Regions from separate parts of the Mus musculus genome. Here region 1 is linked to region 2. A link is a contact called in public HiChIP or PLAC-seq data. All regions are on one chromosome and are shown on one strand. The core of a region is the stretch at or near the end of the contact, and the rest is flanking DNA. Distances in the headings are between cores, read along the strand shown. Region 1 overlaps Dlc1 (deleted in liver cancer 1). Region 2 overlaps Dlc1 (deleted in liver cancer 1).

Evidence for each region. HiChIP or PLAC-seq counts read pairs in DNA pulled down with a chosen protein or histone mark.
Region 1: a contact with region 2 is called in an H3K4me3 HiChIP or PLAC-seq map of embryonic limb bud, with 2.1 times the contacts expected there. The contact joins two enhancer-like sites. A contact is called at or near these places in 8 of 484 Hi-C or Micro-C datasets (the 3T3-L1 cell line, 3T3-L1-derived adipocytes, brown adipocytes and 3 more) and 8 of 115 datasets of contacts at active chromatin or transcription factors (cardiomyocytes, embryonic fibroblasts, embryonic limb bud and 4 more).

What each region holds. Positions count from the first base shown.
Region 1 is chr8:36,694,403-36,700,503 of GRCm38.p6, reverse strand. The region is part of intron 5 of Dlc1 (deleted in liver cancer 1); the gene reads left to right. Among named protein-coding and RNA genes, the nearest start is that of Trmt9b, 240 kb to the right of the region's middle. Within about 2 kb of position 4,158, at least 22 of the 459 cell types and tissues checked have an H3K27ac peak or open chromatin away from gene starts, as enhancers often do.
Region 2 is chr8:36,615,768-36,622,125 of GRCm38.p6, reverse strand. All of the region lies in intron 5 of Dlc1 (deleted in liver cancer 1), which reads left to right. Among named protein-coding and RNA genes, the nearest start is that of Trmt9b, 160 kb to the right of the region's middle. Within about 2 kb of position 3,850, at least 13 of the 459 cell types and tissues checked have an H3K27ac peak or open chromatin away from gene starts, as enhancers often do.

The sequences.
Region 1 (6,101 bases), core at 2,909-5,408, 78 kb before region 2:
CTCTCCCTCTCCCTCTCCCTCTCTTCCACTGCAAACATTTTTCACCTAGGATGGTTTCTAAGCATCTGCTTTTATTATGGATACAGCCAAGTTCACCGTCTGCTTACAGGAGTCATTGCAAATCTACCATTTGGCCTCGCAAAGCCTTCTACTGAAGCACATTTCTCAAGTAGCTCATGTGAAAATATAACTAACTTGGGTGTGAGATGACTTTGGGTAGATAACCTGGGTTGTTGCTCCCCTTGCTCTCCGGCTGCCTTTTCTCTCTCTCTCTCTCTCTCTCTCTCTCTCTCTCTCTCTCTCTCTCTCTCTCTCTCTCTCTCTCTCTCTCTCTCCATATTCCTCTTTTCTCTTACCCTTCCCTGTGGTCCTCCAGTCCTGTATCTGGCTAGGGGAAATAGTCTCACACTATCCAAACACTTTTTACAGCTTAATACTTGACACACTGAGCTGTGGCAAACATCCTCCATCTATGTTAGTAACACCACCCTCAGGAATAATCCAGATCTTACAGTGTGCAGCATTTGTTTTTCCCACTCAGAGCAAAGACATTTATAAATCAAATCGTATATCTGCATTTGCATTTAAATAGAAGTTGACTGTTCACAACTTAGCTGTGCAAAGTTGCTAAAACACTCTCTCTCTCTCTCTCTCTCTCTCTCTCTCTGTGTGTGTGTGTGTGTGTGTGTGTGTGTGTGTGTGTGGTTTTTCTCCACCTAAGTTAAAAGATTAGATGAACCATGTGACTACTACATTACTCAAAGGAGAGTTCTTTTGAACTGTGGATATGGCTTGATTAATAAAGCACTTGCCACACAAGCACAAGAACTTTAAGCCCTCACTTAAAAGCTGGGATTGTAGCACACAGCTTCAATTCTAATTCTGGGAATGTAAAGACGAAGAGATTCTTGAAGCTTGCTGGTCAGTCTAGGAAATCAGTAACTCCGGGTTCAATAAGAGACCCTGTCTCAAGACATAAGAGAGATACCAGCATCCAACAGACCTAGCCTTCTCTCCAAGCTGCTAAGTGAAGCTTCATTTTTGCAGGGGAAAGCAGTCACTGGATAGGTGATTAACTAGTCATAGTGCTGAGAATAAGGGATTGAATGTTTGACCCTAAACGGGGCATCTATATTAATCTTTCAACAACCAACACTCACAGAACATCGTAGAAGAGGAGGCACAAAGAGTGTAAGAGACAAAGGGTAGGGAAGGGTGTTATATAATCCATCTTCTGGATACGACGTGGCTATCACACTCGTGAACCCACAGCATTGTGCTGACCAGCATAAGACCTACACATGATCATGCCAGCTACAGTTCTAGCACAGATGGAATAGATAGTCTCTTGGTCCCACCCCTTACCAAGAAGCAATTGACAGTGAATAATTGCTTAAGGAAGAAGGCTGATTCCTTTTGAGGATGTAGATTTCCTTTGTTCCAATGAATGGCCCCATGCCTGTGCATATATGGGCAATGTTAACTGGACTTCATGGATACCCCATTCCCCTGCTCCTCACAAAACAAAGACATGAGATCGGAAGGGACGAATCTTGGAAGGATGCTGGGGGGAATTTGTGGGGAGGGAATGTAAGAGAGTATTTAATTCCTTTTTTTTTTTATTTTTGCTATGACAAAATACCATGGCCAACTTATTTTGACTCACAGTTCTAAGAGGGAATATTCCCCAATAGTGAGAGACACATGGCAGCCGGTAGCCACGTTAGGAAGCTGAATGGTAATTCTTCATCTCACCCAAGGAGCAGAGAGGCTGCACTGGAAGTGGGGCCAAACCTACAACTCTCGGAGCCTACCTCCAGTGATGTAGTTCCACCACACCTCCTAAATAAAAGAGTTCATAACTTCCCCAAACAGCAATTCCCACTGGGGACCAAGTGTTCCCATACTTAGACCTATCGGGGTGATCCTGTTCATCCAGACTACCTCAAGGTGTAGAGATGAACATATTCCATCATATATATATGTATAAAAATTGTCAAAACAAGGGGGGAAGTTGACATAAAGTAGAGAGCAATTTCCTAACACACCTGACATTAACTGCCAGCTTCAGCATGCAGCACATGATCTTTACACAGGCCCATACCCACACACCAAGGACTAAAAAAATTAAAGGTAATGTTTTGCGGTCATTCTTTACGGCATCCACTTTTTCACCTTTGAGTCTATCGACAGCCCCCTCCTTTCTTCTAAATGCCCCGTGGTTGAGAGGGAATGCCAAGAAGACAAAAGAAAGCCCCTTCCAGCTAGCTGCTCACACACACACACACACACACACACACACACACACACACACACACACACACAGCCAGCACATCTCATGGAGGGGAAACTTCCATAGGAGGTCAACGTTTTTCCCCTTAGAGTCTCCATAAAGGGCTGTAATGAAAGGAGTCTTCCCACTGGTGCTCCCAGGTGTCTACTGTGCATTTGCAGATTAGGACGATTGATGTTTAGAGCTTCACTGCGGCCACTCAGATGCCTCTCCAGCCGGCTGAGGCTGAGGGGATGCGCTGCTGTTTATCTCTGGCACCAGGACAAGCATGACAGAAATGCAAACTCCTCGGCTTTCCCCCTGAGCTCTGCTTTCTCTCTCGATTGACTTCAAGTCACCTTGTCCCTTGAAGGCTAGAGAGCTCAGCATGGCCTGAGACTACATATGGAAAATTTACCCTCTCAGAGTTTCTGCCTACATGTGTGTGTGTGTGTGTGTCTGTCTGTCTGTCTGTGTGTGTCTGTGTGTGTCTGTGTGTGTCTATGTGTGTGTCTGTGTGTGTTTTTGTGTGTGTCTTTGTGTGTGTGTGTGTGTATGTGTGTGTGTGTGAGAGAGAGAGAGAGAGAGACAGAGAGAGAGAGACTGTCCATCTATCCATCTGTCCGTCTGTCTTGGCTGATTGCCATTGGTTGCCTAGAGCATGGTTGAATATTGGCCTGGATCCTAGATTCACCCCTTGAATGTAGTAAGATACTGAAGCAGGCTGCTCCGAGGTTACAGTACTACTGCCTATCCCTGTGAACTTGGTTGGCAGTTATGTGCCTGGGATCTGATGGAGGGGAAGGAATCACAGACTTGAGTCGCATCTTTTTTCACTAGGGCCACCATATCTGATATAGCTTACCATGCCCTCTCCATTTAGTGACCCTGGTACTCTCTTGAATCCCCACACATTACAGAGCAGTTCCTATCTTTAGCCCTTTAGTGATAAAGCACCTGTATTCTATTCGCTCTTCTTCACCCCCCTCTTCTCTGACAAGCCAATACTTTGCATTATGTAATTCCCTTTTTATTGTTGGACGGTTTCCTTCCATGTGCACCCAGCAACTACTTCTGCAGTTGTTTCTTCAAAATAAACAGCAGCTACAGCCTGTTCCTTGCTCTTCTTTATGGACTGGAGAGAAGAAACCCGCTATCCCAGGTATATATGCTCAAAACTCTCTTACCCAGTGTCTTTTTATATGAAGCAAGAAAGAAGAAAACCAAGTAATTGTGATCCAAAACCTGTCTTCCAAACCAAGCTATGTTGCTTAATTTGTTTTACTGTTCCGACTAGACCTAGAGCCCTAAAGCCAAAGATGGGCCTTCTTTATACCTGTACCTCATAGAAGCTGGCAGAACGAACAAGGTACACACAGTAGGCTCAGCCAATGTTGGCTCAGCTTCTGGACATTTCAAGGAAACCCACAGCCTCCTGGAAGCACACTTTAATGCATATGTATGCATCATATAAAAGGAATGATTTTTATATGAGCTTCCAGGAAAATAAACTGATCTCCCCTGCTCACTGTGCAACCTAGGGAACATTGGACAGGATCTGCCCTGCCTGTGGGCTCCCAGCCCTAAGATTCTTGAGAGTTGATATCTAGCCTATCCTCAGATCTCCAAGTCCCAGAGCAGGAGCTAATGCTGATGATGGCTACTAGTCAGACCTTATTCCTAGACTCCTGCTAAGCCGTACAGAATCGTCCTGTAAGTCAGAAGAATGCCCACTCTTTTAATAGCACCCATCCTACAAGATAGCTGGACATTTGACACATTAATCAAAGCCATCTCTTCTTTATGGACTGGAGAGTAGGAGGAGCACATATGTATTGCAGTGTGCCTCCAGGAGGGTGTGGATTTATTTACCATAGAACAACCAGGAGCTGAGCCAACATTGGCTGAGCCTACAGTGCACACTGCTTTCTGCCAGATTCTGTGGAGTTCAAGTATAAAGAAGGCCCATCTTTGGCTTTAGGGCACAAGGTCTAGTTGGAAGACCAAAACAAATTAGGCAACATAGCTGAATTTGGTAGACAGGTTTTGAATATGCTGTCAGTTGGTTTTCTCCTTTCTTGCTTCATATAAAAAGGCATTGGGTAAGAGAGTTTTGAGACTATCTACCTGAGGTTGTAGGTTTCTTCCCTCCAGTCCATAAAGGAGAGATGGCTTTGATTAATGTCCTGCTGTCTTGTAGGATGGGTGCTGCAAAAAGAGGGCATGTTCTTCTGATTTGCAGGATGATTTTATATGGCTTAGCAGGAGTCCAGGAATAAGGTCTGACTAGTAACCATCATCAGGACTAGTTAACTGAACTGATACCTACTGGCTTTTATATTAGCTGAGTCTATACTGAGACTTTTAAGGATTTCCTTAACATAATAAATTTCTAGTCTATCAGCACACATGCAAGTATTAGCATACACATACAAGAAATTTTATTGGGATATGTGTGTGTGTGTCAAAGATATCTACCAATAATTATGAATATTTACTCCAAAAAATGTCAGAATGGTGCTTTTGTTCCTTCCTTCCTTCCTCCCTCCCTACTTCCCTCCCTGCCTCCCTCCCTACTTCCCTCCCTCCCTCCCTCCCTCCCTTCCTTCTCTCCTTCCCTCATTCCCCCTCCTTCCCTTCTCTTCCTCCTCTCTTTCCCTCCTCTGCTCTTCCAATATTGTCTTTGTTTCTTCCTACATATGTATTACATTAGTGCTGTTTTAAAAACAGTTGGGAACAGTTGGGCACAGCCCAGACAGGGAAACAAGACCCCTTGTGCTCTGCTCCAGAGATACTGTAATTATTTCTCTGCAGGGCACTCAGAAGCCCAGCAGTGGGAAAGCCTTTGGTCTCCTGCCTCCTCCCCTTCAGCATTGGGCTTGGTTTCTCCCCACACTTACTGCTGGTCCTTAGAAAGGAAGAGGGTGAAAAAAGGAAGAGGGAAATGATATAAGCTCTTGTAGGTGAAATAGATTTATATAACCATTTAAGGTTGGAACTGAAAAGGAGCCTATAGCCCCCTGAACCATCAACCCCATTGCTTTCACAGGGAATATTTAAACCTGGAAATCTTAAGTGGTTTCCAGTTCATTTCTTGGCTTAGAGAGGCAAAGTTATTTTTAAGACCAGTTCCGTCTCCTTTAGTCCCAGACTTCAGGAGCCAGAAACAACCAGCTAGAACTTTGTCCATCTTACACGCAGTGGATCACCGAGCATGTGGTATATAGATCTCTTAGATAAGTGTGACCTCACAAGACTGACCCTCAAGTTGTATTATGTTACTAAATTCTTGATACAAAGTTAGAGTCACCACCCATTAGGCCATTTATCTTACAGAGTCCTAATTTATATGCTCGGATCATTGCCAGCTCATGATGATATGCAGTCCATAGAGTAAAATTCCCTGCCTTAGAGTTCTGGAAGTCTCTAGAAGGACTATTTTCAGGGATCAGGGAGCTTTTTTGTTTTGTTCTTATTGATTGTTGTTGTATTGGGTTTCAGGTGTCCTTTTGGGATTTGCTGTTGTTGTTGTTGTTGTTGTCATCATTGTCATCGTAGCTGTTGTTTTTGTTTTTCTTGTTCATAGGGGATCTCACATATAGCTGGAGCTGGTCCTGAACTTACAATCTTCCCAGAAGGGAAAGTATGTGCTACCACACCCAGCCAGCTAGCAATTAGTTTTGGAAAGGGCCCAGAGGCCTGTGGTTTAATACACTCAACAGCATCACTATCAGGTGTTGCCTGTTTTAGATGTTGTTGGTGATTTCATATGGGTGACAGTCAAACAGCCAATGGTCAGGTTAACAGGCAAGTCAGGGAAGGACCTTTA
Region 2 (6,358 bases), core at 2,601-5,100:
TTCCAGCTTCTGGCTATTATAAATAAGGCTGCTATGAACATAGTGGAGCATGTGTCCTTCTTACCGGTTGGGACATCTTCTGGATATATGCCCAGGAGAGGTATTGCTGGATCCTCCGGTAGTACTATGTCCAATTTTCTGAGGAACCTCCAGACTGATTTCCAGAGTGGTTGTACAAGCCTGCAATCCCACCAACAATGGAGGAGTGTTCCTCTTTCTCCACATCCTCGCCAGCATCTGCTGTCACCTGAATTTTTGATCTTAGCCATTCTGACTGGTGTGAGGTGGAATCTCAGGGTTGTTTTGATTCATGCAACTCTTATAAAGGAAAACATTTAATGAAGGGCTGGCTTACAGTTCAGAGGTTTAATTAGTCCATTATCATCATGGTGGGAAGCATGGCAGCATGCAGGCAGACATGGTGCTGGAGGAGCTGAGAGTTCTAGGACCAGATGACAGGGATCGAGAAGATAGGCCTGGATTGAGCATCTGAAACATCAAAGTCCATCTCCTAGTGATGCACAAAGCTACCTATTCCAACAAGGTCATACCTCCTAATAGTGCCATTCCATCTAAGGCGATAGGAGCCATTTTCACTCAGACCACCACACATACTCAATATATATGCATATGTATTTGTATGGCTGGTTTAAAAATGTGAACACACTTAGGCATCATAAGCTAAACACAAAAGGACAAAGATTATAATATTCCTTCTATCATTTATATGAAGTATGAGGATGAGTCAGATTCAACAAAAGGTCATTGGAATGGTTGCTATCAGAGGGTAGAGGAAGAGAATCCAGAGTCAATGTTGAATAGGAACAGAATTTCAGTTTGAGAAAAGGAGAAATTCTAAAGATAGAAAGTGGTTCTGGGGGAGCTGGAGAGATGGCTCAGAGGTTAAGAGCTCCTACTGCTCTTCCAGAGGTCCTGAGTTCAAATCCCAGCAACCACATGGTGGTTCACAATCATCTGAATGAGATCTGACGCCCTCTTCTGGTGTGTCTGAAGACAGCTACAGTGTACTTACATATAATAATAAATAAAACTTTAAAAAAAAAAAAAGTGGTTCTGGCCGAGTGACAGCAAAGTCATGCTTAAGCTACTGAAGCCTTTAGACGTGGTTATGCTGGCAAATTTTGTTATGTAAACTGAATGCAATACAAATGTGAACAAATTTAGCATTCAAAGAAATATAAAGAATGGCGAAGCATTTCTTTTTGCTTATCAGTACCTTAACTCAAATTATCATGCAAGGAGCAAGCACATTCAAACTCTGAAAAGAAAAAGAAAGAAAAAAGAAAGAAAGAGAGAGAGGGGGAGGGAGGGAGGGACGGAGGGAAGGAGGAAGGAAGTAAGTAAGGAAGGAAGGAAGGGAGGGAGGGAGGGAGGGAGGGAGAGAGAGAGAGAGAGAGAGAAAGAAAGAAAGAAAGAAAGAAAGAAAGAAAGAAAGAAAGAAAGAAAGAAAGAAAGAAAGAAAGAAAGAGAAAGAGAGAAAGAGAGAGAGAGAGAGAAAGAAAGAAAGAAAGAAAGAAAGAAAGAAAGAAAGAAAGAAAGAAAGAAAGAAAGAAAGAAAGAAAGAAAGAAAGAAAGAAAGAAAGAAAGGAAGGAAGGATTCTGGAAGACAATGTAGAAAGACAGATAATACGAGATAGGTAGATAGGTAGGTAGTAGGTGATAGGTAGATAAACAATAGATAAATGATATACAGATGATAGATAAATAGATAGGTAGGTAGATAGATAGATAGATAGATAGATAGATAGATAGATAGATAGATAGATATCAAATGCCACAGTATCATTTGCCCACATAATTCAAAGTAAGTAAATTTACTTATAAAATTATTATCTTTGCTCTTAATTAAATTTGTATTATTTAAGAATGCCTATTCAAGATAAGAGTGAAAAACTAAAAAGCTCAGCCTTGCTTAACTGCTTGCTAGGCCCATTAGATGATATAATGTAACTACACAGAGCCGACTCATCAGCTTTGTTAAGTGAATTAAATACCACACAATAGGGGCTGGGCGTGTAGCTCAGCTGTACCTAGGATATATACAGCTGGGGTCTGATCCACAGCACCGCCTGAAGCCTGGCATGGTGGCTCATGCCTGTCATCTCATTACTTGGAACATGAGGGCTGGAAAGTAAGGAATCCAAAGACATCCTTTGCTACATACTGAGTTCAAGGACAGCCTGAGCTACACGAGCTCCAGTCTTAATAAATAAGTACACATTTGCATAATGAAACAAAATATATGCTATTATGTCAATTTTGTGTGCCTGGGAGCCTGGCATGTATAATATATATCAGTTATCTTATGTTCCTGAGTTATCAAGCTTCACTTTTTCCATTTACATATTCCATATTTTCTTAACTCTTCACAATGAACCTTTTAACCTGTATTAAATCACAGAGATAAAATACCACTTGCTTCTAAAATAACATAGCCCATCCCCAGCATTTAAAGAATTGTGTGTGACAAGCTAAAAAAGGATTATAATCAGAGCACGCTAATAGAATAGACCATCCAAGCCTACAGTTAACTTGGTTAATTCAGTGGGAGAGGCAGCCTAGTTGCTCACATGGAGTTAAAAAAAAAATTGCAATTTTTGTTTGCCGTGTTCTTGATTTTTGTGTTGCCAGAGGCCACATGAAAGAACCACATTCATCTTGGCAGAGATCAAGTGAAATTGGGGTGCGGCCGAGGCGTGCGCCTGAGTGTCACTGTTGGGTTCTCATCTCTGCCATTTCTAGCAGTGAGGCCTTAGGCTAAGCCCCAACTGAGCCTTCGGATAAACTAGACTTTCAAATAAATTCTACTGTAAATATGCTAAGTATCCCGGGAAAGCCTACTCATTGAAGTATTAGATCCACATCAAGAACTCAGTGCGCCCAGACTTTCCGCAGAGTGAGCATCCCGTGATTCCATTCAAGGGCGTGGGGCAATGGGAGCCCAAGTTCAGGGGCCATCTTACTCAAGGCGGTGAGACTGTGCTCCACCCCCTACCCCCCTTTGTTTCACTTGAAAAGAAGGCAAAGATACAGCTCACCTGTAGGGTATTGGTCAGGCTTATCCAGGCTCAATCTCTACTATCTCGGTGAGAAAAAAAGAAGAGAATAAGAAGATAGAAAAAGAAAGAATTCCACTGATCTCTGCAAGTTTGTCTGTCCCTACTTCACCCCCCAAGAAACTTCTCCAGATCCCCTCTTGACGCTCACCTTTATTTTACATTACCTTTGTCTGGCTTTAATAAAAACATGTTTGGATGACAGATGTCACATCCTAGGCTGATTCATACTTTGGTTTAAATGGCTACCCAAAAAGAGAATATTTCTATCATTTGTACAAGAACAGAGTCTCTCTGTACCCCTCATAATGTAAAGATGTTTCCAGAAGAATAAATTGGCCTTCCCCCCTATTCTGAATGTGAATTGTCTAAAAGTTATAATAACGGATCTAGCTGAACAGGGCAGCTACTTGTGGTAAATCTTTAAAAGTATAAACCTTTTAGCGCTTTTGTTTTGAAAGCATCTTAAAAAGTGAAATATCAGTTAGGGGAAGGAATCAGGAAGATCCCAAATTGGGGGTCACTAGAGCTAAAAAATAAATAAATAAATAAATAAATATTTCAGGACATCCATTGGGTTTCCAATTGAATTATGCCCCTTTAATTGAAAACCGCTAACATTATTTTCAATATTTTCCCTTTGTCATATTTCCTTTGAGCATTACAAATCAAAATTATTCTCCAGTCATTTCACAATGTTCCATTGAGCACAAATTGCATTACAACATTTTCCAAGCACAGAGGAGACCGCTGGTCCTAAGGGAGGCAAAGAAATTTCCAGAGATTATTTGGCTTCTATCACTAGACCAGAGGTTTAAACTAATTGCCCCAGGGATAAATGAAGCCCAAAGTTGAAATTGTTGTGGATAGCTTCAGATTTTTATTTTTATTTTTAAAATTCGTTTCTAGCATCTAAATGGTGGAAGCCTTGGCACTAACATACATAAACGGGAAAGGTGGTGTAGCTCAGCGGTGGAGAGCTTTCCTGGCATGCAGAAGCGGTTGGTTTGATTATCAGCATAGCAAAGAAGGCAAAGGAAAGGGAGACTGTGGGGAGGACAGAGCTTTTGACATTTTACCCAGTGCACTGGGGTTGTTCTGATAGCACATGCCAAACAGCGAGTACTGGACCAGCAGCCTTCTTCTCTCTGCCCTCCCCCTGCCCTCTCTTCTCTTAAGAATTATTTTGGCCAGGATTTAATGATGCATGTTATTAAAATACGGGGGAGGGGAGATATGTGGCAGTGTCCTCTGCAAACAGAGGCGTTAGACCTCCAGGAGGTGGGTTTACAGGTAGTTATGACCTGCCCTGCGTGGGTGCTAGGAACTCAGTTCAGGCTTTCTGTAAGAGCAGTGTGTGCTCTTAAAGGGCAAGATGTCTGTCTAGCTCCTGGCAGCTCTCCTCTCAGAGGGGCTCTGGGCAGCCCAGCTTGCACTGTCTCACTGAGGATTCCCTCAGTGGCTAGCATCACACAGGTGAGCCTTTCAGGTTGTGTTCCGTTTCTATCATGCAGTGGTGGGATGAAACCCAAGGGATGTCCTTGGACAACGTCAGTAATAGCTAAGTTCAATCATTAAGATAGAGCAGGAACCCATTATCATAGAGAATAGCTCTTCTAGTCTGCTACGCATTAGAGGAGCTAGCTATGAGGTTTTTTTTTCCTTAGTAATCCCACAGTCCTTAGGAAACAACCCTATATAGAGATTGCTGGATGCTGCTGTGGGTAGTCTCTGAGTAGATGATACTTGCCTCAGAGGTGAACGGCACAGGCCGTTATAAAGAGTCTTAATATTTTAAACCTTTGTAACTAGGAATTGATAATTTAATGACAACAACCTACCTCTACAAATACCTAATCTAATCTGTGGAGGAATCTTTTTTCTTTGTGTATGTGATGTATGTGTACATATGAGTTTGTGTGTACACCCACTGTCCGGAGGTCAGGGGTCAGTGGCAAGTGTCTTCCTCAGTTATTATCTCCCTTCCTGGGACCAGAACTCACTGATCTAGTTAGACTGGTTACATAACCAGCAAGCTCCAGTCTCTCCATGCTGTGGTTACTAAAACACTCCCCTTTTCTGGCTTTTGATCTGGATGCTGGGATCCTAAGCAGGTCTTCATATTTGCACAGAGTGACTTGGCCCTTTGAGCCATCTCCCCAGCTCTTGCAGGGGATATCTATTCTTAACGTATGAAAAACGCTTTCCGTGACCATGGAAAATGCTCCCCGCTGCACAGCGAAGCCTGCCTCTCAAGAGTCCAGTGCTTAAGATCAAATCTCAGTTCATGCGGCTCAGCAGACGAATGCAGTTTAAGGTCAGCTGCCCTAGACAGACAAATGAAGCCCGTGGTGAGGAGTGGAATGCTAAGTGAGCAGAAGCGGACTCTGAGCTGGCTTGGGGATCCTCCTTCATCCCCAAATGGCATTGTCTGTCCATACTCTTGATGGCTTCGCCAGCCCTCCCTTCCCCCAGCTAGCCAGGGCTCCTCTTGTACAAAAAGGTTACAGTTGAGGCTTTGTTCTGCTTTGCCTTCATTTCCTTCTGAACATTTGAGATAGGACTTTCTTGTTCAGATTTGACCTGCCATTTGATAAGACAGTGGGCTACCAATTCTACAGTTTCTGGTCCAGGGACTCAGATCGCCACTGATGGATAATGTTCAGGGCCAGGTGGCTTAGGCCCATGATCTCAGTTACCTGAGAGGCCCAGGCAGGAGAATCAGAAGCTTAAAGTCTGTTGAGGCTACCAAGTGAGTTCAAGGCCAGCCTAGGCAACTTATGGAGAAGGTTATAAAATACTGGAGAATCTATGAAGTAATTCAGTAGGTAAAGGCACTTGTCAACGCAACACAAGCTACAGTCATCCGAGAAACCACCTCCATCCGATTGGCTAGCCTGTGTGCATTCTTTTGACTGGTGATTGATACAGGAGGGCCCAAACCACTGTGGGCAGTGCCACTACCGGGCAGGTATCTTTGGACTATGTAATAAGGCAGGCTGAGCAAGCCATGGGCAAGCAAGGACACACCATTCGTCCATGGCCTCCACTTTAGTTCCTGCTTCTGTGTTCCTGCCTGTATTTCCTTTCTTGATGGACTGTAAGCTGCAAGGTGAAATAACACTTTCTTCCCCTTAGTTGGTTTTGTGTTTCTATCACAGCAACAGCGATACAAACCGAGACACCAGGCAGGCCTGATGACTTGAATTTGATCCTTCAAATTCATGTAAAAGTGGAGAGAATAAACATAAAATTGGCCTCAGACCTCCACACACACCGTA